Linked DNA regions of Mus musculus: regions 2, 3, 4 and 5 are each linked to region 1. A link is a contact called in public HiChIP or PLAC-seq and promoter capture Hi-C data. All regions are on one chromosome and are shown on one strand. Each heading gives the region's core, a stretch centred on a gene start, on an enhancer-like site or on the middle of the called end of the contact. The rest is flanking DNA. Distances are from core to core; before and after follow the strand shown. Region 1 holds the start of Kcnt2 (potassium channel, subfamily T, member 2). Region 2 overlaps Kcnt2 (potassium channel, subfamily T, member 2). Region 3 overlaps Kcnt2 (potassium channel, subfamily T, member 2). Region 4 overlaps Kcnt2 (potassium channel, subfamily T, member 2). Region 5 overlaps Kcnt2 (potassium channel, subfamily T, member 2).

Region 1 (2,851 bases), core at 228-2,727:
ATTGAGAGCTTAGCTATACATACTTTAAAACAAGAAAATGTGGCATGTGATATGTGAAATTATCGTTCTAAAAAAACAAAAACAATTCAATGAAACAAAAAGTGTGCAAAAAAAAAAAAAATTAGCCAGAGCATTTTGTATGCAAAATTGCATGAAGCTTTAATGCCATTGATAAAACACGCAAGCAATGTTTTGCTAGTAATAAATATTTCAGCTTTGAAACTTATCGTTTTGAGATATGCACTATTTAGGTGAAAATATATACGAATCATACTACAAGAACCTCTGTTCAGTGTATTTTCCATCCCAGGCATTCTTGCTTCACTAACTACCTGTTACATATTTAAACCAATTGCCCACCTGAACTCCAAATACTCAAACAGTGGAAAATCCCCAGTGGCAAGCAAACATCTCGTCGAGACAACACTGACAAGGAGTAAGAAAGTGGGTACAGGAGATTTCAAGTTTCTACTGTGATTTTTTTTTCCAATCGCTTGGATACATTTATGGGGTGGATTAACTACACCGGGGAAATATTTGACACTGCAACTGCGTGCCATTTGGATGCTACTGTACCTCTGCTTGCAGCCTCACACACAACCAGGGAAGCACAGACAGACAAAGAATATCGAATAAATGCAACAAATGATTCTCAAGAATAAGAAAGTGGAAAGGAAAGGAGTTCCTTGTCCACAGCAACTGCTCTCTGCAGTGTCAAAATGGAGATGTAGAATCCCTTCTACTCCCTCAGTGCTGGTCTCCCTTTCTCTCCATCCCCTCAAAAGCTCTCCAGTCCTGTCCGCTTCCAGCAGTATTTGTGGAACGCTGCACCATGCCACTCACCTGTCATCATTTTGCCAGCCTTGGTCCCCTAGCAGCAAATCCCGGAATCTGTACCTGGGAGGCAGAGGGGGCACTTCGCTCTCCAAATCAACCATCCTTCCTTAAGGAGTGGGCAACATCCAACAAGGGATGGAGGGATGGAGGAGGGCAAAGAGGGGTAGCAAGCACTGCGGAGGGGGTGCCGTGCTGGGGAGGGTGGGAGAAGGGCTTGGGGGACCCGGAGGGGGAGGGGTCGTTCGGCCGGAAGCTGAGGCTGGAAAGGGGTGGCTCCTCTTCCCCAAGGGTGTGATGGGGATGATGCAAACCGAGCCCAGGAGCAAAAGTCTGGCTGCGACTCGAACCAGCGCTGCCAAGGAACCGCCCCCAGGCTCGGCACCGCCTCTGGTCCCTGGGACCGGGGGGAGGCGGGAATGCAAAAGTTACTTCACGGACAGAAAAAAAAAAAAAAGGAAAAGGAAAAATTTAAAAAAGAAAGAAAAGAAAAGGAAAAGAAAATTCGCGCGGTGCCTAGAAAGAGGGTAGGTGGTGGGTGTGAGCACCGCGTGATGGCTAGGCACTTTCCTGAAAGGCAAGGACCAGAGCCTCCCACTAGGGCATCCCCGGCCACAGCTCCCTCGCAGGGAGTGCAAGCACTGGGCTCAGCCGGACGAAGGCGGGGGCGAAGGCGGTGGGCTCCGGCTCTCACAGCCAATGAGCCTCCCCTTCATTAGCATAACACAATGACGGCAGGAGGGTGCCTTGGGGACAACCAATGGGGGCGAGCTCTTTCGCAGATTCCAGAGCTCCAGACCCTTCCTGGGAAGTGGATGAGGGGTCCAAGGAAGGTTGCCAGGTGTCACCAGCACCCAAGGCTGTGGTCGCCTTCTGCTTCTGTGGGTGTAGTGGAAATGGCCTGTTCCTGGAGAGGGAATCCCCGCTCTCAGCCCCAAGGAAAGTCCTCATACCCGCCCTTCTTCGTGCTAAAAAAAAAAAAAAAGAGAGAGAGAGAGGTGTTTCCCTGGTCTGAGGAAAATTGCAGGGCACCCTTATACAGCAGCTGAAGAGAAATATTTAAATGAGAACCCCTGCACCCCCATCTCCCATAGCCCCCCCCCCCCCAGCAAGGCAGGCCTCTAGTGAATAAGTGTTGGTGGTGTGAGCTCCTAGGGCAGGTGTCTTCCTATAGGAGTGGTTCACAAGGTCAGAGGAAGAAGAGAACTCAGGACCCAGAGCTGACTTTTCAGCAGCTTCCTGGTCTTCTCTGATACCCACTACCCTGTTCTACTTGCCTACTTTGGTTTTTCCTTCAGGAATGGATACCCGGATACCCCCCAGGGCACCCATTAACAGAAGCAGTCACAACCCAATGGCACCTCAGAAAAGCAAAGACACTTAGGAATCTCAAAGTTTGTAGGTAGCAACAAGATCATAATGGAAACTGGGCCACATTGGAGGGAAAAAAACCTCAACAAATGCACCTCTCCCTCCTAGGGTCAAGAAACCTTAAACATTCTTAAGGTGAGAGAGGAGATAAATAAAGACCAAGTAAAGTTCTTAGTTTTGGTTTTCTTTGGTTTTGGTTGGTTGTTTGGTTGGTTGATTTTTTTTTTTAAGTTTGCTTACCAAGGAAATAGTGACTAATTAATTTTGATTTATTCTTAGTGGAGATCATTTTGCAGAGAATCCACAAAGGAAGCTAAAATGCAGAAAGAAATCATCAACACCAGTGTGATAACAGATGAGTTAATAGCTGCATGCAGTTGTAGATTCCACTTCCTGCTCGTTCATCTAGCCCTAGCTGATAAGCCATATGTGCTTTAGATTTCCCACCTCTCCCAGGTGAGGTGAATGTGTAGCTTTCCTTTGAAGCCTCCAAACTTCATTTTGCTAGTGGTGTTTACCACATTCTGACTTCTTGAGTGATTATCTCTATGCTTTTAAACTCTCTTCTCGTTTTTGTTCAGGGCCTTCAGCATAGACAGATCTTGCCCCAGAAATGCATTGTGATGCTGACAAATGGCATGCTACA
Region 2 (2,851 bases), core at 168-2,667, 210 kb before region 1:
TGGTCAACTCAGTGTGACATTGGAGATGTGGAAATACATACACAATGGTGAGTATTACTGCTGGGTACATGCATCAAGATGAATGGCAGCAGAGGATAAACTTCGCAATATGAGGAAACAGAAAAAGTGAATGTTTCGGTGCCATCATGGCAAGCAGAAGCCCTAAATAAAAAGGGAGCCTATCTAAAGATCCTCTAGATGTAATTGATGAAAGAAAAAATAGTGGGTTCTTTTGTATATTCTCTGTAGATGTAGCTGAGAAGGGCTGGTACGTGGATTTTAGGTAAAGAAATTATAGTTGTTTTTGAAAATCTACATTTTGAAATGTCTGTTAATAATTTAATAGGTAATAATGGTTACACAGTTTGAGATATAGCACCCACGCTCATAATGGCTACTGACAGAGAATGGTAAAAGTAGAAATCTTGTACATTAATGACATATTCTAACACTCTCTCTCTCTCTCTCTCTCTCTCTCTCTCTCACACACACACACACACACACATGAAAGAAATTTGTTTTAGAATTCTCCTGATAGATAGATAAATGATCTTATGGTTTTTAGACAATGGTATTTAAACCATGTCTTCTGGCACATGATGCCTTTATTTCTCTTGATCTACAGCAATCCTTAAGGATTCCAAAGAGAAAACATCCCTTAGTGGACATCTCTCTTTCTTCCTAATTTTCAAGTCCTACTGACCATGTGATCATTCAATTTTTTTTTCTCTACAATATTCTGAAGAGAACTTATTTAGACTGAGGCTACTTTTTCATATCTTTCTTAATCCTTTTCTGTCTTAAACCTGTGAGTTAATAGTACATTCTCTCCAATATAATAATATATATTCATATTATATATTTATTTTAGTCTATTCTTCTAAACGTTAATGTAAGAAAATGAGTTAACATGAGAAGCAGGTACTAAGCTATACTTAAGAGCTGATAGTCTTACACTTTCCATTTACTGGTCACTGATTTTCTTGTGTGTTTGAAATAGTAACAATTCAGTTTTGGAATGCCTTTTCTTTACTATCATTTTTGGTCATTATTAAATAAGCTTAGAGGAATGGAGATCTGAGGTTGTGCAGCTGACACAATGAAAATGCTGTATGGTACCCAGTCAATAGTTACACATTTTGTGCTTTATTTAACACATTCTTCATTAAGAGTACAAACTATTAGTACCAGCAGAGCTCCTTGGAATTATACCACCAATCAAAGAAAACACATGGTGGGACTCATGGCTCTAGCTGCATTTGTAGCAGAGGATGGCTGTTGTGGATAGCCCTGGGGCTAATTATATTTGATGTTAATTCTGTTCTCCTGTGAGCAGTTGTGAACAAGGAATGAGTCAGCCCTCAGGTGATTTCCTGTAAACCTGCTTCCCACCTTAATTTGTAAAATAAAGGAGAGCTGATGATTGGGCAGATAAAAGAGAAGGTGGGGGAGAGAGAAGGAGAAAATGGAAGATCGAGAGGACCCAGAAGAGGAGGAGGAGAAAAAAAAGAGAAAAGCAGAGCAGAAGTACATGGCCTGGAGAAACTGCAAGTTCTAAGGGGTCTCATAAGCTGTGGAAGATGGTAATGTAGTGGTAGATCTGCCCAATTTAGGCACACAGCATGTAATCATATTAATTGTGTTGTGTTTTCATTGCTGGGGCATATTTGCATTGGGGAGAATTACTGCAGTAGATGGCCTAGTTGGTCATCAGTGGGAGGAGAGGCCCTTGGTCCTGTGAAGGCTCTATGCCCCAGTATAGGGGAATGCCAGGACCAGGAATGGGAGTGGGTGGGTTAGTGAGCAGGGGGAGGAGAAAGGGGATAGGGGATTTTCAGAGGGGAAAATAGGAAAGGGGATAACATTTGAAATGTAAATGAAAAAATATGTAATAAAAATTTTAAAAAAATAACTTAAAATAAAAAGCACAAACTATTGAAAGGGAAGCTTGTTTGTGAATGAGTGACCTATGTCTTTTTGGAAGCTTATCTTCAAAACATAATTACATTACCTATGAGCCACACTTTTTTAGTTGAGTTTTTGTAATGTATATACAGAATATAAAACTTATTTTACTCAACATTTTATTCTTTCTGCCTCTTTTTAGGTATACAACTTTTTTCTTCATTTTTATGGTGATAAGAATAAGAACCTATCTTTTCTATTGCTCACAAAATCCATTTATAGGCTTTCACATTGGATATAATCAAAACAGAAGTTATTGTTTCAATTGTGCTTCAGTATGTTCAAATAATAAAATCCACTTATTGAATGCTTGCTGCTATTTGTTTGACAGAAGAAACATACACCAATCTCCATGATAAGGGATAACTTACTGTAGGGTTTTCACTGTGTAGTATTTATGTAGTTGTAAGCAGAAATTTAAATTTTTTTACCCTGGCCACTTTTATTAATATGTTTTACTTTTAAAATGCATAATGTATAATCATTGGAAGATGTTTTTAGGGTTATTTGAGGATTTCATTTAAAGAGCTAAATATAAAAATGCATTGTTTGGATATCCATGAAAGTCAAAGTAGCACTTAAGCAATGTAAGAACACAATAAAAACCATCACGGTAATGTGATTTTTAGCAATTATTATTTGACCACAATTGCTATTAATTTTCTATAGTTACATATTGAAATCAACCCCTAATAACTCAACATATGCTTTACTCATCAAAATTCTACATATCAACATGCTTTGAGTTGGCTGGTGCCTAAGAGAGAGTTCTGCAAGCTGGTAGATGAGTCTTACTTCTCCTCTTGCTATTTGTTCTTTTGGGAAAGTAAACAGGGCTTCTTCAGATGCAGCCCAGAGGCTGCAAGACCACATTCCAGTAAGACAC
Region 3 (2,851 bases), core at 197-2,696, 190 kb before region 1:
AAATATAATATAATATATATTATATAGTTATAATATATGTATATATATATATATGAGAGTGAGAAAGCTATATATAGAGAGATATATAGATACAGATGAATAAATATGTATATGTGTGTATATAGATGTATATATATCCGTATATATGTTTGTACATATATATGTATATATATGTACATATATATTTTTAAATTTCAAATTATCTTTGTTTGCTGTCATTTCATTACATAATACTGGTATGAACACGAGTACATCATTAAAGCAAACCACTCAAATCAAAGGTATATTAGCTTTATATTCTCAATTTTTATTAATAAATTAATTAATTTCTGTTTCTTCTTCAGTTTCTCTGATCAATATTCCTCATGTCAGTTTTGCTCCCTGTATTGCCTATCTACTTCCAATGCAAGTTTTGTCATTTCAGATCCATTATGTTGCACAAAGCAAGTGTTACATACTGGAGAGGTTTAGCCACAAAATTTGATTAGATTGAAATGATATTTTCTACTTTTGATGGGATTCACTCAGAAAACTGGTCCTCAGTCCCCTTCTCTTCACCTCTTAATATGTAGATATTTTCTAATCCACTTAATACTGAATTAGTTTTATCCTGTGGTTTATTTTTCTTCAGTTCAGAGCCTGGAGTTTATCTTCCAGGCCTCTTACTGAATTTTCCCTGAGTTATTTCCAGAATCTGCTTTATAATTCCTGTATGAGTTTTTTTTTTGATTGTTTTGTTCTGTTTTGTATTCTATTATTATTGTTTGATGTATACAGCATGATCTCACATTACACTCAAGATGTTTATTGAATGACAAGATCCTCTGAATTGATATTGTAAAACTGATTTCTTCATCCACATTTATAGCATGCTTGTTCTTCTTCTCCAGATTTCTCCTTTCTACTTGGGGTGAATTTTGTGTTTATTCACTCTCTTTTTCATTGTTGCATTCTTAGTAATCCCCAAAAATGTCCACTGATGCCTATTGACTGAATAAATGATGGACTGAAATGTATTTATGACTGAAACATCCTGAAACAAGAGTGGATTCTAGTTGGGTTGTAGTATATATGGTCCTCTATATGGTGATTACATATTACACCAGAGAAGTCTAAGTTTGTATACTCATCTAAATACAAAAATGTATGCCTATGTAATCACACACACACCTGCATACACCACATTCTCTTCTAATGACCATTTTCTCAAGACATTGAAAGATGCATATTAAAGATATCGACAATTTGTTCTGAGAGATATGGTATGCATCCAGGCCCCTCAAATTTACTTTCTGACTTAGAAAGTAGAGGATTCAAGGAACGAATTGCCCAAATAGAATGGCTCTTCTAGGTTTCAGAAAGAAATCAGCAATGCAAATGTGGAGAGATTCAGGGAATCCACTCCTTGCTCTGACTTTGAATAAGTCCTAGAAGGATCTCTACTTTAAGCAACATCTGTCCCCTTCCTTGCTGCTGCCTCTGAGCTTCCCTTGCCAACAGCAGACTGCTTGTGATTTCCTCTCTCAACCTAAATTTTAACTTCCTTCTGGATGAGTCAGTTGCCATTCATCTACTTGCTTTGTGCCTTTCAGAATTCTACTACTTTTGTCTCATCTCCTTAACCTTTCGTCTTCCTAGGTACTTTTATTAACTTCTTGTCAATTTACTAAAATTGGGAGGAAATAGTTTACATTTATTTCAATGAAAGCTTCCCAAACTCATGTTGTAAAGTTAACTCTCATAGATATATATTTATTTCTGCATGTAATTATGTTCCTGCTCTCAGTATAAAATAGTATAAAACCTATTAAATCAAGAAGCCGTATGTAGGGCACAGGATTGACAGCAACATGTAAAACAATCAGAGAAAATAAAGATTATGTTCATTTCGAATTCATTGCTTTATCAGATCTTATTGAAGCATTTCTATGCCAAACTATTTAGAAAACCTTTGTAGTGGGTAGAAAACCTTGTCAGAGAGTCCACACTTACAAAACTGAGGGGCCTTGTCCCCAGTTGGTTCTGACTGGTAAATAAAGATGCTTACAGATAATGGTTGAGCAGTGCAGAGAGAGTCAGGAACTTAGGACTCCAATGTTTGGGATCAGAAGAAGGATATGGAGAAAGGAAACAGGGATCTGCCATGAGGGGAGAGTGTAAATGAGAGGAGAGATGCCATGCCTTAGAAGAGTGCAGAACAGAGAGTCTTGGCCACCATGTGAAGGAGATGGGGGAGTGCAGCCCAGAGCACAGCCTAGTTGAGCAGCCCTCTGAGTCCAGAGCAGCCAAAATAGAATATAAAGTTTAGTAAGTAATAACTCGGGATTATTGTCAGGAAGTGGATTAACCTTGTGCCTTGTGGAGACTAGGCAGCTATTGTCTACAATAAGGCATATCAATATATTAAAGGCTGTGGTGTGTGTGTGTGTGTGTGTGTGTGTGTGTGTGTGTGTTTGTGCCTTTCATTCAGGAACGTAAACCTTTGAGGTGGGTAGTGAAAAAAAATCGTCTCTAATCTCTTATCCTATAAAGGGGTAATATCTAAAATATATAAAGAACTCAAGAAGCTAATTTCCAAAAGAAATGAAACAACCTAATCAAAAATGGCATAGAGAGCTAAACAGAGAATTCACAACAGAGGAATTCTGAATGACTGAGAAGCACTTAAAGAAATGTTCAAAATCCTTAGTCATCAGAGAAATGCAAATTAAAAAAAAAAAAAAAAGCTCTGACATACCACCTTACACCAGTCAGTGTGGTGAAGATCAAAACCTCAAACAACAGCACATGCTGGCAAGGATGTGAAGAAAGAGGAAGCCAGGCACACGCCTTTAATCCCAGCACTCAGGAG
Region 4 (2,851 bases), core at 262-2,761, 170 kb before region 1:
CAAAGCTCAAGGGCCTACTCTCCTGCTCTATGCAGCACTGAACAAGAAATGACTGTGTTTCAAACAAGGTGGAAAACAAAGATGACAAGGAAGTTGTTCTGTGGCCTCATGCGGATGCATCGTAAACACACAGAAAGACCCTAAAACAATGGTTACCTATATTGCAAATTTGCGTTTTATTAGTTCATAAAGGTAAGTTTGTTGACGATTCATTTGATGATAATAATAAATGAATCAGCAATCCTCAACTCCTAGGGGAGTCAAATGACCCTATCACAGGGTTCAACTAAAACCATCAGAAATATCACATATATTTACATTTTGATTCATAAAAGTGGCAAAATTACAGTGATGAAGAGGAAACAAAAATAATTTTATGGTTGAGGATCACCACAACATGAGGAATTGTATAAAGGGTTGCTACATTAGCTAAATATAGTGATATTATCTAAGCCTTTGCTCTAGCTCTGTGGTAACCTGGATAAACTCCTTGATTTATTTTAACTTCTTAATCAATTGAAAAAGAAATGCAATGATATTAACATCATTTTAGCTATTGTGAGAATTAAATAAGCAAATATTCCATGAAACACGTACCAAATAATAACGTTTAATTGATCTCTGGATAATTTTGTTAATTGCTTCCAATTCCTACTTGAAATATAAGCATAGAAATGAGTTTAATATAATAATTAAATATATACACAGAAGAATTAACTATAACAAATTTCATATTGTTATATTTCATTTGTTCACCGTATCTGTGTGTGTATGTGTGTGTGTGTGGGGGGGGAATGTCTGAAGAAGTCAAGGACAATTTACAGAAGTAGAGTATCTATCCCAGGTAAAAAAAACTCAGGTAGGTAGATTTGGTAGCAAATACCTTCACTAAGGCATTTTGCAGACACCAGAATTCCAAATTCCTTTTTTTTTAATTTGATAAAAATATAATGACAAAAACAAAAACAAAACAAACAAACAAACAAACAAACCCGAGTGATTCACAGCCTTTGCTAAAAAAAAACAAAAAACAAAAAACAAAAAAAAACAGAAAAACAAAAACAAAAACAAAAAAACAAAAAAAAACCAAGTGAATCACAGCCTTTACTATCAATTTTATAAGAGAAAAATTTACCATAGAGAACAAAGTCAGAGTTTACAGAAAAAAGCATAGAGGTACAAACAGTAGGGAAGCCTAGTGATGCAGCAAAGAGTATCAGTCATATGCCTTATTAATGATGTGGTGGGTTAAAATGCAATAAAAGTCTAGAAAAATAAATAATAGATAGATGAGAAAAAGAGAGAGAGAGGGAGGGAGGGAGGAAAAGAGGCAGGGAGGGAGAGAGAGAGAGAGGAGAGAGAGACAGAGAGAGAGAGACAGAGAGAGAGAGAGAAAACAGGCCATCCATGGGTTAATAACTATCTGTAGCCTATTCCCCTCAGCTGTTGAAGCAACAGGAAGAATGTACAGGGAAGTTTCTACCTGCGAACAGAGTTGGGCAAGTTTCAACACAGACCCATATTAGTTAACTATTGACAAGTTTAATCATAGTTGACCTTTAGATGTTTCACTGACATGGTTTACAGAAACTGACAATGAATTCCTGGTAAATCAGCAAGGGGAAAATATTCATCACTATTCTAGGGAAGTATTTCCACATCAAAGTAGTGACCTCTTTGGAAGAATTGCTTAGTCTGATGTTTCCTATTACAATGCAAAAGCCAAGCTGACCATAGGCAATCCAAATATTCAGAGTTCCATATATATTCAAAGACATTTGACAATACGATATAAGACAGAATTTATCAAGAGATTTTAATTTCATTTTAATGAGATAATGTGTGTGGAATTTACTGGATCTCTTCTTTCTTATTCTAATTAACCATATCCACTGAATTCTATCCAAGACTAACCCAAATGACTAAGGTTTTGTGAACTAAACTGGACACTCAAGGTCCACAGTTGTGTTCTGTACATATTTTATAATCACTTACTCCAGTGTTTACTTGTACAGTGTATACCTTAGTTAATGTCCAGTACACAATATCTCTTGATTAATCATTTCTTACATAGAATTTAAGCCAGTGAGGTAGCTCAGCAGTCTAAGACTTTTGACAACAGTTCAGTGGCCTGAGTTTGAGCTTTGAAATTCACAGAACGTTAACTCCAGTAAGCTTTAGCCCTGATATTCCTGTAGATATACACACAAAATAAATGATAAATATAATTTATACAAAAAAAGAAAGATTTACATGGTAAAATTCTAAGGCCTTGTGTGCATGGTTCTACAGCTGTTTTATTGTTTGAAAGGAGTGAAAGATGCATATTAAAATGTCACAATTTATATATTATTTCTCTATCCTTTACATCAGTTTAACTCTACCTAAAACCTCCTAGAGTTTGACCAGAGTTCTATCCTAATTACAGACACACAAATATCCATGGTTCTATCTCATCATTTCAAAGTGTTTAGCAATCTTGGTCACATCTAAGAAGTATATTAGTTCGCCATAAGCATAACACAGTGGATCAGCACAGAAGCTGTGTGGTCCTACTAACATGAAAACTTGACGAACAGGATGTATTTTTAGAGGACTATGAATGTATTAAACAAGAATCAGTAAATTTAGTACTTGAGTGGAAAAGAGAAGTCAGCATTAGAACTCTTAAAACACTTAAAATCCCATTATTTTGTAACCTGGAATCTGTTCAATCTCATTAAAAGTCATTTTTATTAGAAAATGAAACAACAACAACAAAATCACACAACTAGGCAAACATCCCATTCATAATAACTGTAAAAGAACTAAGCCTTATTGTGAGGTAAGTAGAGTAGAAAAATTGACTTTT
Region 5 (2,851 bases), core at 136-2,635, 150 kb before region 1:
TTATACTTAAGAACTGGAACAGATTTAGAAAAAAAAAAAACCACACACACACACACACAAACAGCAAATAAAGAGTCCCGTGGAGAAAAGCTATACTATTGAGGATATATTTTGGTTGAAGGAAAAGAATAAACTGAGTGCTCTCAATGGTCAATATAAAACATAATTATAAAGTAACGGATTGAAAATGTTTTTTCACCTTCACAGTTGGCACTCTGAGGGAACCAGCTCATATGAAATTCAAATGAGATATTTAGAACACCTTAAAATCAATTTGCTAGCAAAGCAGGACCTAAAAATAAATACCCAAACTTTGCACATAAAGACAAAAGTCTATAATAAATGTAATTCAGCTGGGAAATAAGAATTATAGAAAATATTTGAGGGACTCCATGAAATTAAATTATTATGAAAACTAGAGGAGTGCTATGTAATATGTACATAGAAAAATACTGGTGAAAGTTAATGTAACCAAGGTTATAACATAATTAAATCCAGATAATAGAATGTATGTAGAAAAGAGACAGTGCTTAAGTGAGCCTCCCCACGTTCCAAATATACATACTTTGCAATACACTAGCAAAGATTATGAAGAAAAAGAGGGTAAACTCTACTGTGACACACATAGAAAGCATTCAGTTGGGAAATTATGAGAACAGAGCTGAAATGTATTCAAGCTTAAGGATTCTAAGATTCAGCTCTGGGGCTAGAAAGATGTTGCAATGGATGAGTGATTGATAGATATTCAAGGGTTAGGACCTGAGTCTCTCTCACACACACACACACACACACACACACACACACACACACACACACACCACACATACACACATCATACCCACAACACTCGTACACACGCATACACACATATATATACATACATACCATACATACATAACATACACATCCAACACTCATCCTAATACATATACATGCCACAGACCACACACACACACACACACACACACACACACACACACACACCACACATACATACCACACACACACACCACACATACAAACACATATCGTACCCACCACACTCACAAACACACACATGTATACACATCACATACACACACTATATACACTCACTACACATTGAGCACACATAAACATAAACATGTGACACACACCACACACATAAGTGATTGGCTCTGAAATAAAAGTGACTAAATTAAAGAAGCTAGGTAACAGTGAGATGAAGGGGAAAGAGAGGCAGAATGCATATTTAAGAAGGGATTTTGAAGGAGGATAATAATGGTGGTTTGTTTTGGAATTTGGTTTTGGTTTTGCTTCTTTTAAGATATATGAATTCAGCCAGGATCTGGTGGCTGGATGGTAAGAAAGTGCTTTGATGATAATAAAGTGCTCTATAAAAGCTGACATTGAGTACAGTTTAAAATAGACAACCATCTGGGTTGGATAGTATAGAAAGGGCTCTGTTTGCAAAAGTGGGAAATAAGAAAAAAATCTCAGATTCATTTTAGTAATACAGCACTTCATAAATATCTGCAACAAATAAACTTGGAAGATTTGTCCTTATTTATTTCTATTTTGTACATTTAATTGTCATGATTGAGGATCTAAAGGTAAATGAAAGCTATTTCTTCTTACAATTTGTGCCTTAATTCTAACACAGCATTGCCTTGCTCCCTGCTTAGGGTTTGATCACAGGCATGCCTAGATTCTCCTTTCTAAATACTTCGATATTAACAAGAAATCACGGGCTAACACATACCAATCTTGCAAAAGGAGCCCAAGTCTTAAAGTCCAGGCTGTAGTGTCATGTTTATTTATTATCCCCTGCTGGATTTCTTAATCACATCTCTACCAAGAGAGTCTCTCTGTATCTCTTTCCCTTTTGATTCTATCCAGATTCATGTGCTTTAAAATGTCACCTTTCATTGATTTTCCCTTTCTCAGAATACAAACTTGAAATTCACCTTTCTTCTGCCTCTTACCCTACATTCAATTCATCATATCTATTTCACATTTATCTTCAAGATGGATGTCAAATTGAAAGACAGCTCACCCTTTTGCGATTGTTCCAGATCAAGATCCCATGACCTTCTTCCTGAAATTCCCCCACAGCCTTCCCAACAGAATGTCTGCCCCTGCCTTCTCTCCCTACAGCCTATACTCCACAGAGCAGTCAGAGAGCTTTTTAATGACATCTGTCGAAGCACATTCTCCTAGAAACCTATGAGAGCTTCTGTTCCAGTGTTTGCACTGAAAGCTCTTCATCCTGAACAGGCTTTCCCCAGAAATAAGCTTTATTCACAATATGCTGTTTATTTTCTAATTAAAATCCTGCGATTTTGGACAGCCATTTCCTGAGAGCCCTACCTAGAAAAGCAATCAGTTGATTTTATAACACAAAAAGGTTAGCGTCTTTATATTAGCAGGGATCAGAGGGATGGTCCATCTTGTTTTAATATTTAAACATTATTATTTCTTATTTTATTGTTTATGGAATTTGTCTTTATTATTTTTTTTTTATCTTGGACATTGCTGTAGATTGCAGTCTGTATGCAGGTGGCAGCAGGTGAAAGATTAGGCTAGAGCCTGTGACTGGTCAGTGGAAAAAGAAGTCAGGTTAAGAGTTTTAGAGAGGAATAGAGAGAGAGAGAGACAGAGACAACAAGACAAGATGGAACCTGTGGGAGAGGAAGACAAACCAAATCCACGTGGCTTGAAATAGCTACAGGTAGCTATGGATATCATGGAAGAGCAATAGAATAATATAGAGAAATTTGTCCTATCTAGGTGGGCAGCTTGTATCAATATCAATTGATTTTTGAGTTCTTTGGGCATTTTGGAGATTGAGAATTTACTGTTATAAATCTGA

The links. Promoter capture Hi-C pulls out the DNA fragments that hold promoters and counts their contacts. HiChIP or PLAC-seq counts read pairs in DNA pulled down with a chosen protein or histone mark.
Region 2: a promoter capture Hi-C map of embryonic stem cells shows a contact between it and region 1, with 2.4 times the contacts expected there. The contact joins the enhancer-like site here to the promoter of Kcnt2 in region 1. A contact is called at or near these places in 12 of 39 promoter capture datasets (the 3T3-L1 cell line, 3T3-L1-derived adipocytes, the C10 cell line and 6 more) and 1 of 9 other capture datasets (adipose tissue).
Region 3: a contact with region 1 is called in an H3K27ac HiChIP or PLAC-seq map of embryonic stem cells, with 6 read pairs. The contact joins the enhancer-like site here to the promoter of Kcnt2 in region 1. A contact is called at or near these places in 7 of 39 promoter capture datasets (the 3T3-L1 cell line, the C10 cell line, epiblast stem cells and 3 more), 1 of 484 Hi-C or Micro-C datasets (embryonic stem cells), 5 of 115 datasets of contacts at active chromatin or transcription factors (all in embryonic stem cells) and 1 of 9 other capture datasets (adipose tissue).
Region 4: a contact with region 1 is called in a promoter capture Hi-C map of liver. The contact joins the enhancer-like site here to the promoter of Kcnt2 in region 1. A contact is called at or near these places in 3 of 39 promoter capture datasets (the C10 cell line and liver), 3 of 484 Hi-C or Micro-C datasets (embryonic stem cells and uterus), 5 of 115 datasets of contacts at active chromatin or transcription factors (all in embryonic stem cells) and 2 of 9 other capture datasets (liver and pancreatic islet).
Region 5: a promoter capture Hi-C map of liver shows a contact between it and region 1. The contact joins the enhancer-like site here to the promoter of Kcnt2 in region 1. A contact is called at or near these places in 7 of 39 promoter capture datasets (the C10 cell line, the HPC-7 cell line, hematopoietic stem and progenitor cells and 3 more), 3 of 484 Hi-C or Micro-C datasets (the C2C12 cell line and uterus), 1 of 115 datasets of contacts at active chromatin or transcription factors (heart atrium) and 3 of 9 other capture datasets (adipose tissue, liver and pancreatic islet).

What each region holds. Positions count from the first base shown.
Region 1 is chr1:140,244,344-140,247,194 of GRCm38.p6, reverse strand. It overlaps Kcnt2 (potassium channel, subfamily T, member 2), which reads right to left and starts at 1,477. Exons shown (of 28, transcript NM_001081027.3): 1 at 844-1,477. The coding sequence starts at 938.
Region 2 is chr1:140,452,242-140,455,092 of GRCm38.p6, reverse strand. The region is part of intron 13 of Kcnt2 (potassium channel, subfamily T, member 2); the gene reads right to left. Among named protein-coding and RNA genes, the nearest start is that of 4930590L20Rik, 200 kb to the left of the region's middle. Within about 2 kb of position 1,417, at least 5 of the 459 cell types and tissues checked have an H3K27ac peak or open chromatin away from gene starts, as enhancers often do. A contact at or near this core is called in embryonic stem cells, where this site is marked.
Region 3 is chr1:140,433,601-140,436,451 of GRCm38.p6, reverse strand. All of the region lies in intron 12 of Kcnt2 (potassium channel, subfamily T, member 2), which reads right to left. Among named protein-coding and RNA genes, the nearest start is that of Kcnt2, 190 kb to the right of the region's middle. Within about 2 kb of position 1,446, at least 7 of the 459 cell types and tissues checked have an H3K27ac peak or open chromatin away from gene starts, as enhancers often do. A contact at or near this core is called in embryonic stem cells, where this site is marked.
Region 4 is chr1:140,414,646-140,417,496 of GRCm38.p6, reverse strand. All of the region lies in intron 8 of Kcnt2 (potassium channel, subfamily T, member 2), which reads right to left. Among named protein-coding and RNA genes, the nearest start is that of Kcnt2, 170 kb to the right of the region's middle. Within about 2 kb of position 1,511, at least 9 of the 459 cell types and tissues checked have an H3K27ac peak or open chromatin away from gene starts, as enhancers often do. A contact at or near this core is called in liver, where this site is marked.
Region 5 is chr1:140,396,480-140,399,330 of GRCm38.p6, reverse strand. The region is part of intron 8 of Kcnt2 (potassium channel, subfamily T, member 2); the gene reads right to left. Among named protein-coding and RNA genes, the nearest start is that of Kcnt2, 150 kb to the right of the region's middle. Within about 2 kb of position 1,385, at least 6 of the 459 cell types and tissues checked have an H3K27ac peak or open chromatin away from gene starts, as enhancers often do. A contact at or near this core is called in liver, where this site is marked.